Regions from separate parts of the Mus musculus genome. Here region 2 is linked to region 1. Evidence: chromatin contacts called from public HiCAR-type data. All regions are on one chromosome and are shown on one strand. The core of a region is the stretch at or near the end of the contact, and the rest is flanking DNA. Distances in the headings are between cores, read along the strand shown.

Region 1 (2,700 bases), core at 25-2,524:
GTGTGAGGGTATGAGGAGCCTGTACATAAGGAGACAATCCTGGGCATGCTCAAATAATCAAAGTCTGAGATTGGGGTCACCTTGGCTTTCTGTCTGCCAACAGGAAAGCCCCAGCTTAGGGTTACTGAGGAAACCTGAGGCATACACACTACTTGGTTTTGGAATGGTTACACTAAACTCTGACAGCTAATTTTCTTACACCCCAGCTGAACTAGAAATATTTGGAGAGACTGCCGTTTCCTTTTCCTGTACCCATGTATGCAGAGAGAACAGTCTGCATAGCCCAACATATTCTGTTATTCCACTCAAGCAAGCCTTTCGTTAGCCAACCAGGGTGACAGCAAGAAAAACACTTCGGGAAAACCATGTCTGTCCGGAGCTGAAAGCGGGACGTTTATTCCTTTGTACAGCTACAGGGGTGTGTTAAGGGAAACCCTCTGTGAGGCACAGCCCTTCTTGGGTCCTTAATGAACTCAGTCATGGAACTGAAGAAGGGAAAAAGACGATGAGATACAGCATCTCTGAAAATCAATGAGCTGATTGGCAGAGAAGATGGAAAATAAAGGTAGAAGTTGCCAAGTGCAGCCCACCTTAGGCAGAACTCGGGAGGGGAGCGAAGTTCTCACTGCACCCTGACTCCCAAAGGAACTGTATTGAAGCAAGCAGGTGTCATGACATTGAGATGAGAGAAGAAACACACAGGTATCACACCAGAGATGACAGAGAAGCAAGGAGGACGTGTAGGGGAGAGATTACGGATTACTGCCCTAACTGCTTCAAAGGACACACGCCTCCCAAGCCTGAGAAAGACTGATGGAAAGTAGAAGACACAAAGGTTAAATGGACATTCAGACGGTTTTACATTTCTAATAGTCATCAGTGTTTAAACCAACCTGCTACGGAAATGGCTGGTCGCCTTTAAGAGCTGGGGGCTGAAAAGCCCCTTTGTTTCTTCCGAACACCTCTTTTCCCATTTCAATTCAAGGCTAATCAACCTTTCACTCCCTTGCTCCATTTCCCACTGTAGAATGCAGCGGGTTAATTCTTCTTTCCCGGATCCTACAAAGCTAGCCCCAACCAGGCGGAAAGCCGTCTTGGATCGGAAAGCGCGGGTCAGCGGCTTACCTTCAGGATGGAGAGACGCGTCCCGGCTGCCCCTGGCTGCAGTCCTGCCCGCCTGGCCGCGTGTGCTGGGCTCTGGGCTCGCAAGGCCCCCGCCCCACCTGCAGCTGCAGCGGCCGCTGGCTACTCCAGGCTGGCTGCATGAAGTCATCGCCCGCCGGAGCAGCGCACTCGGTGCGAACCGCGGGGGGAGACTCGCCGCTCTGTGTTCCAGGAATTGCGTCTGCCAGCTGCACCCGAAAGACGCTGCTCCCCGGAGTGGAGGCTGATTTTCTCTGACCGATTTTACACCCGCAGCATTGCCGGATTGTGCAACAAAACAGAAGGGGCAAACAGACCTTCTTTGCAGAGAGTCCTTGATCTCCGCCCTCCCCTGTCACTATCGCTGTTTGGATAGCTCCATCTGACTGTGTAGGTTTCCCACCCTCTCCATCTTCCTTATCAGTACTGTTCATTTCGCCGAATCTGAGGGATGATTGTCTATTGAAATAAACAGTCATATACTCCGAAAATATTAAAATGGGCAACCGGCCTTTTTAAGAACCCTCATAACATGAGTCATTTGATTTTTAACACAGAGTAAAAACAGTTATGAACGCTGAAGATTGTGGACTTCCATTTTCTTGCTATTGTGATAGAATGGGGTTCTTCCAACCCAGTGAAAGGAGGAGAGCAGTGAAATCACCCAAGGACACTGAGAAGGGTCATTCCAGGATTTTAGTTCTGTTTGCTAGTGGACAGATGCGCATCCCAGCTCTCTCCTTGTACCCTACAGTCCTTGCTTTTGGGCTAGACTGCCTGGGTGAAAGCAATAATATTTGAAAAAACAAGAGGCAGATTTCACATCTGCAGATACCTGTAACTCCCAAGGGATTTCTCAGAATTTCCCTTGGTGACAAACTAAGCATGGATGCACACAAGCCTCTTGTCCTTGCTTCCTTAAATTGGCTCTCCCTCCATGCGTCTGTAAGACCCGAAAAGCCTTAGGTCCGTTATGTCCCACACTCACAGAGACGCAGAGACAAAGATTGATGCAAAAAACAAGAGGTTTATTGATCCAGCATGCTGGGGTCATCCTGAAATCAGGATAGAAGCAACCCCGAGTAGCTAAAGCACACACCTTTTATACATTCTTAAGAGCAGTTTTCAGTCACAGTTTAGCAGTTTATCATTAGTTAACCTTTAACGGCATTAAGGGGACAGACTTAAGGACCGGAGACATTGAGTGGGTTTTTCTAAACAATCAGAGGACTATCTCTTAGCGCACCTTGCAGTGAGGCAAATTCTGGGAAAAGAACATATTTACTTAACTTTTTACAAGAGTGGTCATTTTGAGCTACCACAAATCTTGCACATCTCCTTTTGCTTCCTTCCAAGGTACTGGCTAACCAACAGTTAGGTGATTGGTAGTACAAAGGGCGAAAGGCAGCTTAGGATTTTCTCTTTTTGGTGCTTGGCCAGGGTTTCTTTTCCAAGCAAGTCATTTCCAAGCAGGGAGTTTCCTTATCACTAGTATTCTGCAGTGTATGTGCCTCATTCCTCATATCTTGGCCTTCCTCGTGAGCATCATTAGAGGTT
Region 2 (2,700 bases), core at 196-2,695, 1.1 Mb before region 1:
AGCACAGGACCTTTTCGGAACGATGGCACTGGATCTAGACTGGACTCTATTGCGGTTTTACAGATTTGGCTCCGTCTGACCCACAAAATTGAAATTGCACGAGGCTCATCTTAAAGACCTTGACCTCTTTTGCTTTATGTCACCCTTACACATCTTTATCTGTATTATTTTCTGTATACCCTTCTAGGTTCCCTAATTGCCCCCTCCCCTCCCCCCGAAATGACCCAAGGAGTTCAGAATAGCTCCCCCACCCCCTGCTTCTTTCCCTTTTTTGATTTTTTTTTTGCCACTATGTTTAAATATCCTATTTAATGTGGTTCTGAAAAATATGTTAACGAAGAACAATGAGGCCAGGGTGGAGCGGCTGAGGTTAGCGGTCAGGTCAGGCACGCAGGCTGCTAATGAGTGAGTGGGGCGTGGCGGGGCTCTGCCGTTCCCGCAGGGTTGGGTTTTTCAGTGTTGTGCTGAGCTCCCCATTAGGCCCCCATTCTACTGAGGGTGTGGAGCTGGGTCCGGGTGGGGACAGCTTGACTCTGCACAGGGTGGGGCTGTCCGCATAGTATGCCCAGCGCTGCAGGTGCCCCCCCCCACACTCCCACCATTGCTTCACACACAAAGAAACCCCACCCCGGCGCCTTGGGAAGCCAGGTCCCTTTACCCCTCCCTGCCGCGCACGCTCTCCCGCCCCTGCAGCTGCCCACCCGCGCCCTCCACGCCCTCCTCCTGTTTCCCCTCCCTCTTCCTAAAACAAAGGAGCTAAGGTCCTACCCCACCCCTCCGGCCGCCTTACCTCCCCGCACCGCGCCCCAAGACTAGTGGTTTTTCCAAGATAGACAATACCATTAAATGTGCCCACTCCCCTCCCCCGTTCCCACTCCTCTCTCAAACCTCCAGGATGGGACCGCTTTGACTTTGCATTTTCTCTTTTATTCCAACATCACTCCCTTCCTGTCCCTATTATCTTTTTAAACTACAGAATAAATATAGGACGTTCAAAACCACTTTCCGAAATGTCCCTTCACCTCACTAAAGGCAAATCGTTAAGGTAGCCCCCTCCCCTCTGATGGACACTTTAGTTTTAAATATGGAAGCAGAATAAAATTCCTACCCATTGGAGGAAAACTTACCTGCTTCTATCTTTTAAAAAGAAACCATTTACTTTAGTTTTTCAAAGACACCCTTCCCCCTTTGGTCTCTTAGAGCTCCCTCCAACCTTTCCCGGTTCCTGTCATGAATGTCTTTCCCTTTATAAAATATCTTTTAATGTCTTTAGAGATCCGAGAGAGAAAGGGAGAGATTGGCTCCAGATAGAGCCCGTGGGGAGCAAAACGCGATTCTTACCCATTGCTGTTTTAGCCATTGTAGGGATGTGCACGCACGGAGTGGTGGCGAAGGCAAAGGAGAAGGGTCCAGCTGTAGCCGCGGAGAGAGCGAGAGAGGAGTCTGAGTAAGGCACTGAGTCTGCAGAGTGGGACCGTGCTAGAGAAAGAGCAAGAGGCAGGAGCCCATGAATAATTATCACGCAGAAGCTCAAGCAGATTGGCTCTCAGGGTCCCCTGACATGACTCCCGCAGAGTGAGAATCTCCAAGCATTAAATATTGATCGGCCAATGGTGCTGGAGTACAAAGTACCAGAATGCAGTTTGAAATGGAAATCAGTCCTTGTCTGGAAGCTCCCCCCCATTTTGGAGCCCAATAGTACAGTCCAAGTGGAGTGGTGCCTTAGCCTGGAAGCCTCCTTGGAGCTAAGGACTGGGCTGTGCTTACCTGTACCCAGGAGGCTATACTTTGCTCAAACATGTGTCATTGCATAGATTGGCACAGAGAAGGAATAGACTCAGGGGCCTGAGAACCCACCCCAGTGTGCTGAGTTTTGGAAAAATCTGTTTAAAGCTTGTGTTACCAGTGTTTCTTATTTTCTCTTTTACCTTTGGCCCTGCCCTTGGTGAATCCTGGCCTCCCTAATATATGATGGAATTCCCAAACCAACCCATGTCTGGCTGTGGTGGCAGCTCAGAAATGGCCTGGGCTACTGGTCTTTCTTTCTAGCATAGCTGGGCTCCAGAGTGCATGATCTCAGGAGGGTCTTATAACAGAGGGAGGGTGGCTGTCTTTTCCTCCCTTTAGCATAGAGGAGAGGACTGTTGGCTACCTGGGCAGAGATGTAAGTTCCATCTAAGGACATGATGCAAGAAAGCACACGAACTTGGACAAGGAGTGATTTTTCCTGCATTCACAGTCAGATTAAGCACTATGAAGTGCAATGAACTTTGAAACATTATAAACAAGGTATTCACTCATTCACTCATTCATTCGTTCACTTCAAAAAACATTTAGCAAATGTCCATTCTTTCTCAATTCCTATATTTTCTGAGCATGTGCAGAGCACTGGAGACACAGCATCAGGGATACTTTTTGGACCTGTGTTCATGGAACTTTTGATGTGCAGGATTGAACTCTACTGTACTGACATTGTATCAGCCTAAACTCATGTAGGAATTGTGGTTGAGATTTAAAAATAGCAAGAAAGAGATACTTCCATCTCAGAGATGAAAAAAAATAAAAAAAAGAACATCGTTGCAGTGTGAACATGAATGAAACACTCTTTAACTTTAAAGGTATCAAAAATTAAGATTTTGCCCATTGGTAAATTGTTTGGTAGTTACTAGGTTACACTTAAAAAAAAATTTTTTTTTTAAG

Evidence for each region. HiCAR-type assays count read pairs that join an accessible place to other places.
Region 2: a contact with region 1 is called in a HiCAR-type map of astrocytes, with 9 times the contacts expected there. The contact joins the promoter of Stmn2 here to the promoter of Pkia in region 1. A contact is called at or near these places in 1 of 39 promoter capture datasets (hippocampal neurons), 4 of 484 Hi-C or Micro-C datasets (cerebellum, cerebral cortex, cortical neurons and 1 more), 5 of 115 datasets of contacts at active chromatin or transcription factors (astrocytes, embryonic hindbrain, embryonic stem cells and 2 more) and 1 of 9 other capture datasets (embryonic stem cells).

The regions. Positions count from the first base shown.
Region 1 is chr3:7,365,178-7,367,877 of GRCm38.p6, reverse strand. Pkia (protein kinase inhibitor, alpha) reads right to left here and starts at 1,274. Exons shown (of 3, transcript NM_008862.3): 1 at 1,126-1,274.
Region 2 is chr3:8,508,272-8,510,971 of GRCm38.p6, reverse strand. Stmn2 (stathmin-like 2) reads right to left here and starts at 1,445. Exons shown (of 5, transcript NM_025285.2): 1 at 1,342-1,445. The coding sequence starts at 1,360.